Regions from separate parts of the Mus musculus genome. Here regions 2, 3 and 4 are each linked to region 1. The links are chromatin contacts, called in public Hi-C, Micro-C and promoter capture Hi-C maps. All regions are on one chromosome and are shown on one strand. Each heading gives the region's core, a stretch centred on a gene start, on an enhancer-like site or on the middle of the called end of the contact. The rest is flanking DNA. Distances are from core to core; before and after follow the strand shown.

What was found. Promoter capture Hi-C pulls out the DNA fragments that hold promoters and counts their contacts. Hi-C and Micro-C count contacts between places; a contact is called where the count stands out from the background.
Region 2: a promoter capture Hi-C map of embryonic stem cells shows a contact between it and region 1, with 3 times the contacts expected there. The contact joins the enhancer-like site here to the promoter of Slk in region 1. A contact is called at or near these places in 9 of 39 promoter capture datasets (the C10 cell line, HPC-7-derived erythroid cells, cranial neural crest and 3 more), 1 of 484 Hi-C or Micro-C datasets (liver), 3 of 115 datasets of contacts at active chromatin or transcription factors (all in embryonic stem cells) and 2 of 9 other capture datasets (adipose tissue and embryonic stem cells).
Region 3: a Micro-C map of embryonic stem cells shows a contact between it and region 1, with 2.4 times the contacts expected there. The contact joins the enhancer-like site here to the promoter of Slk in region 1. A contact is called at or near these places in 9 of 39 promoter capture datasets (the 3T3-L1 cell line, cranial neural crest, embryonic stem cells and 4 more), 1 of 15 datasets of contacts at CTCF or cohesin (large pre-B cells), 13 of 484 Hi-C or Micro-C datasets (bone marrow-derived macrophages, cerebral cortex, cortical neurons and 7 more), 4 of 115 datasets of contacts at active chromatin or transcription factors (embryonic hindbrain, forebrain, large pre-B cells and 1 more) and 3 of 9 other capture datasets (adipose tissue, liver and macrophages).
Region 4: a Hi-C map of muscle stem cells shows a contact between it and region 1, with 2.0 times the contacts expected there. The contact joins the enhancer-like site here to the promoter of Slk in region 1. A contact is called at or near these places in 14 of 39 promoter capture datasets (the C10 cell line, the HPC-7 cell line, cranial neural crest and 8 more), 16 of 484 Hi-C or Micro-C datasets (the C2C12 cell line, CD8 T cells, CD8 central memory T cells and 12 more), 2 of 115 datasets of contacts at active chromatin or transcription factors (forebrain and large pre-B cells) and 2 of 9 other capture datasets (adipose tissue and liver).

Annotation. Positions count from the first base shown.
Region 1 is chr19:47,578,017-47,581,574 of GRCm38.p6, reverse strand. It overlaps Slk (STE20-like kinase), which reads right to left and starts at 1,556. Exons shown (of 18, transcript NM_001164639.1): 1 at 1,232-1,556. The coding sequence starts at 1,381.
Region 2 is chr19:47,788,352-47,791,495 of GRCm38.p6, reverse strand. Cfap43 (cilia and flagella associated protein 43) reads left to right here. Exons shown (of 38, transcript NM_027559.2): 12 at 1-77; 13 at 3,044-3,144. Among named protein-coding and RNA genes, the nearest start is that of Mir8090, 35 kb to the right of the region's middle. Within about 2 kb of position 1,650, at least 6 of the 459 cell types and tissues checked have an H3K27ac peak or open chromatin away from gene starts, as enhancers often do. A contact at or near this core is called in embryonic stem cells, where this site is marked.
Region 3 is chr19:47,357,939-47,361,384 of GRCm38.p6, reverse strand. All of the region lies in intron 5 of Sh3pxd2a (SH3 and PX domains 2A), which reads left to right. Among named protein-coding and RNA genes, the nearest start is that of Gm36885, 68 kb to the left of the region's middle. Within about 2 kb of position 1,999, at least 64 of the 459 cell types and tissues checked have an H3K27ac peak or open chromatin away from gene starts, as enhancers often do. A contact at or near this core is called in embryonic stem cells, where this site is marked.
Region 4 is chr19:47,708,385-47,711,726 of GRCm38.p6, reverse strand. It overlaps the pseudogene Gm26085. Among named protein-coding and RNA genes, the nearest start is that of Gm24805, 4.8 kb to the left of the region's middle. Within about 2 kb of position 1,321, at least 16 of the 459 cell types and tissues checked have an H3K27ac peak or open chromatin away from gene starts, as enhancers often do. A contact at or near this core is called in the C2C12 cell line and muscle stem cells, where this site is marked.

The sequences.
Region 1 (3,558 bases), core at 307-2,806:
CATTGTTTCATTTCAACAAATGTGTGAGGCATAGATTCAAATGTGAAACTTTGGGCCTTAATTTTATTATATAAACATGAAAATGTCAATTATAATATGTGACAAGTGCTACAGTAGCCATGTGAACAAGATGTTCTGAAAACACATAGAGCAAGCAATCAAAGTGTGTCTTTCAGACTGGATTAAAAAAAAAAAAAAAAAAAAGACCAGAATTTTGACAGAATGCATTCAAGGCACGCATTACAAGACAAAGTGTGCTGTGCTTAGAAAGTAGAGGACATGCTTTCGACTGAATGGAATTAAAAGTAAAAAGACACTACTACATATGGGCACAGAGGCCTGAGTTCAAGGCTACACTGAATCATGGTGGCCATGAACTGTCTGTGAGCTTCACTGTCTCCCTCCATGAGCAGGTGGACACTGCCACTTCTCAGGACTTTTATACGATACAAATTATGTGAGAATGGAAAGTCTTGAATCTATGTTTTCAATTCTAGGCAACCAGTGGGTCCTACCCCTAAACTGTGGCTCATAAAAACCTCGCCCTTCAGGAAGTAAATATTCCAATGACATCATTCATATACTTCCTAGGACAGGGTAAACAGTTAACATTCACACCTTTGTGTAGAAACATCAAACCTCTATTGAAATACATAAATACTCGTGTAGTTTTCTGATTCCTCAAGCACTGGTATTGCCTTCTAGCCAATGCTTATCGAATTTCAAAACTAGGATGAAATGAAGATCTCCTGGAAATGTTGTCAGAAATTCCATCCCATGTGGCCAAGCAACCAACTCAAGAACGGGCTCCATGCTGGCCAGGCACCTTTTGCTCGTTTTATCTGAATTATACATACTGTCCCCATCTCCAAAAAGTTACCTGTTTCATGCACACATGCAAACGCCACTAGTAAACAAACATCAGCACAGGGAGAAAGAAGCTAACGAGTTTCCGATTTTAAAAGACTCGAGGGCCGGGCCGCAACCACCCGCTCCTCCCATTAAATTCGGAAGTTTGACAGGGTTTAGACTGCAGACCCATCACTCCTGAAACTGCATCCGGCCCCACGGTATTCCGTAACGGCTTGGATGCTGAGCTGAAGTTTCAACCTACAAAGCCAAGGAGCGGGCAAGTCACGGGAAGGGCTGCTGGGGTGAAGTCCTCGTGCCACTCCGGACAGGCGGCCGTTTCATCTCCTCCTAAGCCAACTTCCCGTTTTCCCCCTCTTACCTTATAGACTTTCCCGAAGGCTCCGTCGCCCAGTTCTCCAATAATCTCCCAAAACTCTTCGGGGTTCAGGTCTCTCTTCACGTGTTCGTACTGTTTCTTCTTCTTCTCGCTCCCCAACTTGAAGATCTTACGGAAATTGAAGAAGGACATTTTTCCAAGCCCAGCAGAGCCCCTTGCCCTTAAAGGGCTAGGAACAATAAAAGGCAAAGTTTGTGGCGCGTCGTCTCCCGCGCGAGCCCGGGGTCCGGGCCGCTCCCGCCGGGCGCTCCCCGGAGAAGGCGGGGCGCCGACCGGGCTCCGGCCCCGGAGTGGGGCGCGCGGCCGCCGCGAGCCGGGACGGGCCGAGCGGCACGGTGGGCACCTCGCTCGCGGGCCCCGGGGGCTGCACCTGCCCCGGCGCTCGTCCCCGGCCCGCACCGGGCCGCACGGGTCCGAGCGGCGCGGACGCCCGCGGCCCGCGGCGCCTTAGGCCCGTGTCACCGCGCGTCTCCCGGGGCGGCGGCCGCTCCGGACCCGGGAAGCGGCCGGCGCCCGGCAGGCGCGTAGCGGCGAAGCCAAGCTCTCCCGCCGGGGCCCCACGTCTGCTCCGAAGCGTCCGCTCCCACTGCGCGACACCCGCGCGTCCCCTCGGCTCTGGGGCGCCGCTGCCTCGCTCGTCGCCTCAGCCCACACAGCCTCGGCCCGCAGCGCGCACGGACGCCGACGCCGTCTCGCAGCGCGCCCGAGCTCCTCGGCCGCGCGCGCGCTCGCCCGCGCGGTGACGCGCCCCGCTCCCCGCGCGCTCGCGAGGGCGTACCCTCTGGCCCCGCGCACGCGCGCTGGCTCCGCCGGGCTGGCGGCGCGGCGGCTCGGTGGCGCCTGCGGCGGGAGGTGTGGTGGAGGCTTGAGCGCTTCCATCCTCCTCGAGGGTTTTGCGTTGACCTCTGCGAGCCCGAGCCGGGTGGCTCCACGACGTCGTTGGCCAGGTCTCCTTCGGCGCGACCCTGTTGATTGCGCTGGCGGATGTTGCCTCATTCTGCACAAGGGGGACGCGGGAAAGCAGGCTATGCTTGTGGGTGCCTGAAAGTGCACTGTTTCCGCTTCGGAACTCATACAAGAGTCCAGGGAGAGGGAAAGCCGGGAGCCTGGGCTTTGAGCCATAGTTCAGTGACTTTGAATACAGCATCCGAGTCCCCATTCCTATGATCTCCATAGTCCTTACTGAAACGTTGCGGCATAGATCAAAAGAGACAATAAATGGAAACCCTTTGCACAGGGCTTGCACCAGCAAGTGCACAATATTTACTCAATATGAAGGTAGTGCAAACATAGGTTGTAAAAAAAAATTGTTTAAAAGGTAGGTGTGGTGGAGCCCTGGGGAAGCTGCCAACGAATGATAACGAGTTCGAGACCAGCCTGGGCTACAGAAAAAAGCCCTGTCTCAAAAAATAAAAAGGAAATTGTTTAAGATCGGCTTCTGGAGTGGTGACACTCCCTTAAGGATAACCTCTGGGTCACCTCCACAGCCAGAAAACTGGTGCCGCCCTTCCTGAGTCTCACCTGAGCTAATCCAGCCGGGGATTCCAGATTTGCTGGGGCTATGTGGGTGTCGCCTGGAGTCTGTCAAATGATTTACCGTCCCCCTCCTCCACCTGACAGAAGCCCTTTGGGGAGGAGGGGGGCGGGGAGGCAGAGGCGGGGTCACCCATCAAGGTGACCAAGAGCAGGGCCACATTCCAGGGTAGGTGTAGAAAGCAGACCAGGAAATGAGTGAATACCACAAGAAAACGTTTTAAAAATTAAAATAGTAGACTTTGACAAAAGATGAGGCCTAGTGGTACAAAGGGGACAATAGCAAGCGCTTAAATTTGAGGCCAGAGCGAGTGTGCAGCAGTTAAGTGCATTTGCTCTTAACCACTTTCTTGTTGTTTTTTTCTTGTTTTCTTTCTTGTTTTGTTTTGCTCTAGCCCCAAAATGTAGCAGTTGTTCCGTAAAAGGCTCAAGATTGTTTTCTCAAGATCCTTCTGTTTCAAGATATTTTATATATAATTGATACACACTGAACTGCATACATTAAAAATATACACTTTCATGTATTTCCATGTTACACACACCATGAAAATGACCTAGTCAGTTTTAATATTATTCATGGAGAAAATATGTAAAGAATAAAATTAAGAAGTACTATAATTCCACCAGCCAACAGAACCACTAGTAGATTACACTCTGTATGAAGATGTATGTCTAGCCCGTGTAAGGTTCTAGTATTATCTGTATTGTTCTGCTCCATAATGACATAGTTGGATTCTTTACAGTATTTCTGCCACACTGACAGATGCCTTCGCATA
Region 2 (3,144 bases), core at 401-2,900, 210 kb before region 1:
AGTTGGTACAGAGGAAGGAAACATCTTTGTCATCGATGCCAGACCCTCAAAGTCATTTCAAATTTTTGGATTCACTGGTATGATGCAGGATGTTTGTGAGTTTAAAATTTAGATCACTTTATGCCAAATAGTTGAAAGCTAAAAATTTGAATTATATCAAAACAATTACGTATGTTGCATTTTCCTGAAAAAGAAAATTTTAAATAGAAGTTAAATTTCTATATTCTATTTAGAGAAATTGAGAGGATTAGAGTTGTCTAGTATGTAACTAATGCTAAAACAACAACAACAACAACCCTTGTATCAACTATTGAATTAGATAAAGGTCCGAACATTTTGATATTACAAGAGGAGGAACAGATGGCTTACAACCGTAATAGTTTTAAAAACTTTTTACCTCTGACCTCTGTTTAATAATTAATTTTTCTCCATACCTTTAGTCCCAAATGTGTGTGTGTGTTCTCCAAGATATATTTATAAACTCATTCATTTATTTATTTTAAAAAAATTTACTAAGTACAAAATGTTGAATATGGGCCAGGGCGGGAGGCATGGGAAAGCCAAGGAAACAATGTCGTGCTATGTAATTCCTCAGGTGAAGGGGTAGGAGTGGATGGAGCTGAGTGGATGGAGGCGTCCCAGCTGAGGGTGCCAAAAATGGAAGGCGACTACATTCCAAGGGAAGTGATGACTCAGATCCTTAACACATGTGCAGGATGGGGTGCGCACATTAGTGCTACAACTCAAGGCTTCCTAGGACTGACATAAGAACCAAGTGGAAGATTTGGGCAGATAGCCATGACATTGTGTCTTCTTGGGCCACCGGCTTCCACACGGTCAAGACAGTGACCTAACGGCTCACTGGGGCCAAAGAGCAACCCAGTCTGTAACTTGGATGGCTCTTGATGTGGTAGAGCCGGGGGCTGACAGCAGAGAGGCTGCTGTGCTGCTTGAATATTCAGTTTGTAACTAATGAGGTTGGGTGGAGGTTGGCCTGTTGCTATATACTGTAATGCTAAGTTCTGTCCGGGAGGGTCTAGGCCTTGATGTAAGTTCTTAAGGTGACCCGCACCAGCTTTTGTTGTGCAAACCTTCTTTCCTAATTTAAAACTATTAGTTAAATAGAAACTGCTAGAGCCAACTACTAGAAGAATTAGAGACAGGTAGGGTTTTTTAGTTACCTAGTTGAGAGGGGCAGAAAGCGAGAAAGAGAAGAGAGAGGACAGGGTAGATACCATGAGAAGAGAGCAGGAGAAACAGCAAGTATCTGGCTACTGGAGAGGTAGCCAGGGCAGCAGTTAGAAGCATAGATTACGGGTTACCTCCCAGTAACTGTCAAAGCCAAATTTAAAAACAAAAACAAAAACAAACAGCCGGGGCGGTGGTGGCGCACGCCTTTAATCTCAGCACTCGGGAGGCAGAGGCAGGCGGATTTCTGAGTTTGAGGCCAGCCTGGTCTACACAGTGAGTTCCAGGACAGCCAAGGCTACACAGAGAAACCCTGTCTCGAAAAAACAAAACAAAACAAAAACCATAATCTGAATCGCAATTTTTCTTAAGCTAGTCGGGATAAGCTTTAATTGATTGTACAGCAAGGTTGGCCTGGAGATGGGAGGGGCGAAGCTGGGAACCCTCAGCTCTCACCGAAACCACAGGCAGAGTATGTAGCAGTGAAGAAAGCCACGGAGGTTCCAAGTAGTGAGGGGCCTGCATCATCCCTTCCAGAAACAGCTCGAGAAAGACAGACTGGGTGAGAGTCCCGCCAGGCAGGCAGGCAGGCAGGCAGGCATAGGCCACGCTGGTCAGTTAGCAGGTGTTCCCTGAGAGACCGGTGGGCCATGGAGGGCACATGTGCAAAAGCCGAGCCAGCACTGGACAAGATGACATGGGAAACTCAGCCTGAGTGAGAGAGGTTTGTGTGCCAGCTGTCCAGGGCAAAGAGAAGGAGGAGGGTCCCAGCCTCTTGTGGGAAGAAGAGAGAACATCAAAGAGAATACAAGGAGACAAAAGGCAGCGAGTGGAGGTGTGTCGTCTCAATGGGCTCAAAGTCACAGACGGGAACCCCACATCCTGCCAGTGCTAGAAAATAGAGGGAGATGATGGAGTGAACAGGAAAGAAATGAGGAAACAGAGTAAGGTCCAGGATTTTCTGAGATGGCCCCTGTCTCCCTTGTTAAGGAAGCCAAGCCGCAGAGTGCCTTGGTGGGAGGCAGGGAACAGAAGCACTGTTCAGAGTTGGGTGAGAGGTAAACGTGGCATAGCGCAAGTCACTGAGCAGGATTTCCCAAGGGTCAGACTCAGCATCGGGGGCATTTCCACTACCTACGTAATGATGCCAAGAACATCCGTGTCTAAGGTCACCCAGTGTGAGAGCCCTGGAACCGGCCGGTGCCCAGATGGGAGCCAGGACATGAGCACCCAGGGTACAGGTGGGAAGAACAAAGGTGGCCGGCTCCGGAAGGCATCCCTGTTGGAACATAGGCATGACCAAACCCACATGGCTGGAAAATCAGAAATCTCCCCTATCAGTTTATCAAACAGGTCCCATAACTCGTGCTTACAGGTCACTGTAAAAGTCAGCCAATGGGCTGGTGAGATGGCTCAGTGGGTAAGAGCACCCGACTGCTCTACCGAAGGTCTGAAGTTCAAATCCCAGCAACCACATGGTGGCTCACAACCATCTGTAATGAGATCTGATGCCCTCTTCTGGTGCATCTGAAGACAGCTACAGTGTACTTACATATAATAAATAAATAAATAAATAAATAAATAAATAAATAAATAAATAAATAAATCTTTAAAAAAAAAAAAAGTCAGCCAATAAAATTTGCTACTTAAGACTGAGTGAAGCAGTGTCTCCATTTTGACACACTTAAATACAACTCTGTGTGTGTGTGTGTGTGTGTGTGTGTGTGTGTGTGTGTTTAAAATATTCAATATTAACAAAGGATCATGCTGAGAATTTGAGGAAAGTAGTCTCTCTCCTGTCTTAGTTAGAATGATGCAGGGCTCTTTAACACAGTCAATCCCCATTCACTTTCAGAGACGGGCAAGGACATCCTGCAGATATCCACGGTGTCTGTCATGGAGTCAGATGTGGTCGAAGTGCTGGTGTTGTACCCGCTTCCAGATATGGGCAGAAGC
Region 3 (3,446 bases), core at 750-3,249, 220 kb after region 1:
TGCCTCCTTCTGCCTCCCAAGTGCTGGGATTAAAGGCGTGCGCCCTGCTCTGTCTTATTATTCCATTTCTTTTTATTTTATGTGCACTGGTGGTTTTTCCTACATATATGTCCATGTAAGGGTATCAGATCCCTGGGAACTGGAGTTATAGACAGTTGTGAGATGCCATGTAGGTGCTGAGAATTGAACGGAGGTCCTTTGGAAGAACAGCCAGTGCTTTTAACCTCTGAGCTGTCTCTCCAGTGCCCCCACCTGGGCTCTCTTAGAAGATTCCTGTCCTGTCCATGCAGGCTCCCTCTTCTGGGCTAATTATCTCCTAAGGCCTTACCGCCTAATGTTGTCATATTGAATTTAACTGATATGCCTATCTGTAGCTGTGTTCTTGGAATGCTAGCATATAAAAAGGTGTATGTGTGTGTGTATGTGTGTGTATCCACACATATGCGTGTGTGTGTGTGTGTGTGTGTGTGTGTGTGTGTGTATGTATGTATGTATGTATGTATGCATACACATGTGTGTGTATACATCCTGAGAAGAGAGGAGAGCAGAAATTGAAGAGTGTCCGCCTCGCTGGCCTCACTCTGTGAATTCTACACATTATTTTGTCATTTATGTCTCAGGCCACCTGAGGAAGAGTCTTACATCCTAGTTAGCAGATGGTGAATCCAAAGTCCCAGTCCATACAGCCAAGAAGCAGGGAGATAGATAGATCTTAAAACTCCTGCATGCTACCTTAGAGGCCTGAGAGCAGGTCTACATCAGACCTCTCCTCCCTGGGCCAGGCCCTTTGCCTAATAGTCACAAGAGGTTAGTGGGCCAGAAAGTCTCATGACGGGACATCTCAGTCCATCTGCGTGGACTCTGGGGGAGCCATGTGGGACTTGGGGTGAGGAGAGAAGGACTGCAGATCATGAGCAGTGCTTGGCACTAGGCACGCAGCTCCCTGCTCCACAAGCTTGCATGAAGCTTCAGGTTTGAGTCTCCTCACACTGCTCCAGTGTGAGTTCAAGGACAGCCTGGGCTGCATGAGGCCCTGACTCCAGAAGGAAGGGAGGAACTGTGGATCAGCAAGGTGTCTCGGTGGGGAAAGGTGGTCGCCCTCAAACCTGGAGACCGGAGTTCAGTCTGGGGACCCACGGGGAGGAAAGCGGGAACTGACTCCCACACGTTGTCCTCTAAGCGCCGCACATGCGCCGTGGCACGTCGCCCGCCCACACAAATAGATGAATAAGATTTTAGAGTGTTTAAATTTAAAACCCTCACTTAAAACGAGAGGGAATTCAGTTCCGATATACTGGGAATGCTGTGTTTGTTCTGACAGCCAGGATGAATCTAGACAAGTGTGGGGGGGGGCGCTCTGCCTGTGTCCCCATCCCAACACCCAAAAATATGCCCACTGTCCCGACCAATACCGGAGGACGATTGGCCCTGACTCTGCTCGCCTCACTCCTTGGTTTCTGCAGGGACCCCTCAGGCAGTGAGCTCTGCTCTCTGTTTATTCCCCCCTGTCCAGCCTGCCCTGATGAAATTCTTGAAATTTCATGGCGACAGGCAGAGTCCTGCTAAACTAGTTTTTGTTCTTCAGCCTCGGGGCCACTGAGCCCTCTGTTGAGGCCCAGAACAATGTCCCAATGTTCAGAGAGACTCCAAGTGGGTGGTGGTAGGGTCTGTGCAGATCAGAACCATCTTGCCCCAGTCTGCCTCGAAGGCCAGCTTCTTTCTGTCTCGGGGGCCAAAGTGTTGCTGGAAAGTCCCTCTGCCAAACCGGGAAAGCCCTGGCTCCACTACCAACCTCAGCACCCTGGGCACGTACCCTGGCATCCCTATGGTAGCTCTGCTCTTGCGCCACAGGAGCAGGCACACAGGGACAGGCCGTCTCAGGGGTAAGATGGCATACCTGGGAAACAGGAATAAGGCTTTCCCGGGGAAGAAGGAACAGAGCAGGCAAGGTGGGGAAGGGTGAGGTTAGATGCAGAGACTCGCTGTAGCGGGGTCCAGGCTCCTCCCACTTCCTGAGGCCCAGGCTCCTCCCACTTCCTGCCGGGCAGCGGTGGTTGATCCAGGACCAGCTGGTAAAACTAGGAAGTCCCAGGAGGAGATGGACCGATCACCTCATTTCCCCATGTCCTAGGTGGTCTAGGACAGAGGGAACTATCAGCCTGCCTCAGACCCAGCAGGGGGACAGTGTAAGGGCACCTTGGCAATGCGGCCAGGTTTCTGAGAGTTTGAGGTGACTGTTTTTGGGGTCCCCACGTTCTCAAACTCAACTGGCCTGCTTGCAAGGCAGGGCACCAGCTTTACCTGTGACATTTTAGTCAGAATTCAGGATGCATTGTGGCTGGGAGCAGAGCCTTGGTGGCAGTGGCTTTACAACCTGTGTAAGTCGCTCAGCCATCCGTGGGCTGGTTAGAGCAACAGACGCCGTGTGGAGCACGCCTTGGCTGCTTCCCCCGCTCTTCTCACCTCTCCCTGGGACGGAAATGGAAGGTGGGAGAGAGGTCCAGGGAGAGTCCCTCCTGCAGTCTTCCTTTACGCCTAGGTATTTACTGAGCACCTACTATATGCTAGGAACTACACAGGCCAACTCAAGGCTACAACTAGGTTTGAATCTTGCACTGAGTTAATCTTAGTGGTCCAGTCAGAACACACAGCGCTGCTGTGACCTTCAGTGGACCACTTCTCTTCAAACCCCTGATTCTTATTTTGTACCCAGGTTCAAAGGTTCCTCTCCCGATCCCGTACAGATGGGAAACTGGTAATGAGAACGGACCTGGCTCTAGCTGTAGGTTATGTTTGGAGGCGTCTCACAGAGCCCTCCCTCCAGGTTCTTCCCCTAGGTGCTTAGGCAGCCAGCTGGTCTCCGGCTGAGGCACTGGGGTTGAGAGCCAGCCCCACCTTATGCTGGGCTGCGTCCTGGTGAGACCCTCAGCTAGGCAACTCTATTCATCTGTCATCATTCGTCTGGCCAGGGACATGGGCCACCCTGTGCTCCCAGCAACCCATCCGCGGCCACTGGCTAATGCACAGAGAATCTCTTCATAGAATCGGTCTTACCCAGCCCGGCCCAGTGGCTGTGGGTCAGAGAGAGATTGGATGAGGAAGGGCACAGGACTCTGTAAGTGCATTCTGCCCACCTCCACCACAGTCCCTTCTACCTGGGTGCAAAGGTGCCCACGGGAAATGTGTCCGCACCGAGGAACAGAGCCTCTGTGTCCCCGCTACCATGCTGGATAGACCAACAGGAGGGACGAGGATTCAAAAGCCCTTGTCTGGCCTGACCGTCACTCCAGCAAAGGTCAGTGAGGGCTTGGTGCAGGCCGAAAGGCTGTCGTCAGGGCTGACACAGGGTTTCTGGCTCCCTTAAACAAGAGCGTAGGGAAAATATAGGGGTGCCTCTACAGGGTGACCTGGGGTCCTGGTATTTTTCTCACATTGTGCTTTCTGTT
Region 4 (3,342 bases), core at 72-2,571, 130 kb before region 1:
ACCAGGGTGCAACCAGGGCCAGCTCTACCCTGCTGCCCAGGTGAGGTGCAGGGCACACTCTCCCAAGTGCTACAGCTGGTGAGGGGCAGGGCCAGCTCTCCTGCTCTCATGATCCTGGGGCCAGGCCTGCAGGTGTTGAAGGGAGATGGGGAGGGGAGGAAGGCATCTAAGCCACCACATGGGGGACAAGAAGTAGGGACAGGTCTCCCACATTGCTGCAGGACCGGCGACCCAGGTGTAGCCTCTGGTGGCAGCAAAGGACATGGTCCCAGGTGGCATCACCGGCTACTCGCATCATGCTGTTCTTCACTACCGTCCAGTCTCCAGCTCTGCCTCTTTTCATTGTGCCCACGTCCTTCTGTTTCTCTTTCTCTTCCATTTCTCCTTCACTTACTTGCTCCTTTTAATGGATCCCAAAGTCCTGAGTGTCTGGAGTTGTCTCAGCAGTGGTCTCAGGAGTGCTGTGTCCCTCTCATGGATTATGGCTCTGGGCAGGGGGTCACCTCAGGTATGATCTGTCTCCCATCCCCAGGCCTGTGCTGCACTAGACTGTCACCCGGCCTGCCAGAGTAGTCCCATGCAAGGGTTGTCTATCTCAGGCTCACTCCTGCCTGGGGCCTAGAGATCCCAGGTTGGGGAGGGGGGAGGTGGTGTTCTAGTCCCTGGCTTGCTCCCAATCCTGGAAGCCCACCCTGGCCTGTCTGGTGCTGAACTGGTGGTCACCTCAGGCTTGCTGTTTTCAGGGAATGTTAGGTTATTAGATGTCCATAGATAGAACACTGAGTGTAGACAGAGCCTCTCTTGGCCACATACTGAGACACATGTGACACAGCAGCCACCTGTAACCCTTCTAGGGGCAGGGGCATCACTGATTGGTTTTTATCATCTTTATAACTATAGCTATGTGTTTGCGGGAGATGCTGTGAATTTCTTATACCATTAACTAATGGTATAAAGGAAATAACAGGTATATAAAAAGTTAGTGTCAAGTAGTTGAGATGTTAGTTTCCAGGCCTAAAACCTCAGAGCCAGCTTACCTTCCACTTGTCTTTGCTAGCTGGGAAGATGTGTTAATGTTCTCAGGCATGTTTGAGGGAACACTGGCCATGTGCCATTCTGAGCAATCTCCCACATTCAGGCTTCTGTGAATCATGTGTTGGTTCTGAATCAACACATGCTCAGAACAAGGACCTGCCAGTTCCTGCTCCTGGCCCAGCCATCTCACGAGGCTCAGCACGCTTTTCTACATGAGCTCTGACTGTAGAACCTCGGCATGGGGGGGGGGGGTCATCTCTGACTCCTTCCACTGCATTCCCGAGGATGACATCTCAGAGATGACTAACTAGCACTCTGACGGGAAAGGTAGACAGCTGTTCTTTCCTACCCAAAAGGAACAGGTCAGGATGGCTTCCGGTAAATGGCTCAAGACCACAGGGCAAATTCTAAGACTACATTTTGGTCCTTAAGAGTGAACTTTGTTGAATATATTCACCCTAAGCCCTGAGAGAGTAACTAGCTCGTTTTTTAGTTATTGAACATAACAACTTGGGCCCCCATTCTTACTACAAGGGGGAAGAGAGCAGTCCAAAGTTGTTATGAAATGAGTTTACTGACATTTTGAACTGAACATATGGAAGTTACATAGGCTCTTGGTGGTTGCCTAGTTCACAATGTTGGAAACCTGTCACAACAGCTTTGAGCTGCTTTCGATAATGTTGTTGATTTTTTTTTTTCCCAAGACAGGGTTTCTCTGTATAGCCCTGGCTGTCCTGGAACTCACTTTGTAGACCAGGCTGGCCTCGAACTCAGAAATCTGCCTGCCTCTGCCTCCAGAGTGCTGGGATTAAAGGCATGCGCCACCATGCCTGGCTTGTTGTTGACTTTTATGTTACATCAAAGCATTGTGAAAGATTAGATTCGTGCTAGGCTTGGTGAAGTTTCTTTGTTAAAAAAAAAAATGTCATTAAAACAAAAAAAATTGTGGGGGAATTAATTAGAAAACTAAGAAAATAAAATCATTGAACATTCCAATGTCTGTTTTTACACCTGTATCACAATAATGACTTTCTCCAATGGTTCTTTCAGAATCAACCACTAAGCAGTGTGTGTAAAAGCTGAATTTCGTTATGGCAAAACAGATGTGAATGCTTAACTCTGTTTTCTCCAACTCTTCCTCCTGAAGTTCACAGGCATCTCTCTCTCTCTCTCTCTCTCTCTCTCTCTCTCTCTCTCTTTTCTGTATTTTTCATCTGTGTTTTTATAGAGACTCTATCCATCAGATAACAAGTTTAATCATAGAAAATATATAGAATAGCCTTTCTTTTTGGAAACTATAGTTACCCAACAGTTTGCCGTAACCCGCAGGTTTCAGAGAAGAGGAAACCCCCGCTCTGACCAAGTAAGTGTGTTCTCTTTCTGAAGGGCCTCTGGCTGGATAAATCTAGGTCATGAGAGCTGCATAAATAAATGATGGGAACAGAATGCTCACCTGTGGATTTGCAAAATTTTTATGCTATTGGGACCCTATGTAAAAAGGAGCCCTACTGGACATAGTGGTGAATACCTTTAATCCCAGCAGTCCGGAGGCAGAAGCAGGCAGATCTCTGTGATTTTGACTCTAGCCTGGGCTACATAATGAGACCTGAGGTCTCAAAAACATCCTAAATAAAATAATAATAATAGTAATAAATAGAATTAAAATAAGTCATGTGTTCATTCCGTTTGCTGATGCTATGTGCAATTTTTTTTTTTATTCAGAATGGATATATTGCCAGGTATGGAGCACATGCATGCAATCCCAGCCCTTAGAAGGCAGGGGCAAGAGGGCTGATGAGCTGAAAGGCAGCCTGGGATACCTAGAAAGGAATGGCTTATATTGAGTGAAATACCTAGAATGAGTGAATCAGTAAGGGGAAAGCTGATAAATAGGTTGTTCTGACATGAAAGTGATTCTTGACCATGAACTTCAGGGGTTTTCTTTCTAGCAGAATTCTCTGGGCTAGACTGAGCCCTAATCTATATTGTTGTATAATTTCCTAGTATTGTGCCTGTAGACAACAGAATTGTGTTTTCAATATTCATCACATTTCAAATCTATAGAAAACTTGTAATGAGATTTCTACTGTGTAAATGCATTATTTCTACAAATAAATAGAAGGAGGCAGAAGGAGGAAGAGGGGTGCCTCCATTCCTCTGGACTACACATTCCAGTTGGAAACATCCTCTCCTGTTGCATTTTATCAACCACCTTCAGTTGGAAAAAGAAAAAGAAATCCAGCCATCCCAGAAAGCTGGTGAGTAGATCAACACAAAATAGTGCTTACTTAGGCAGCTTACAAACCA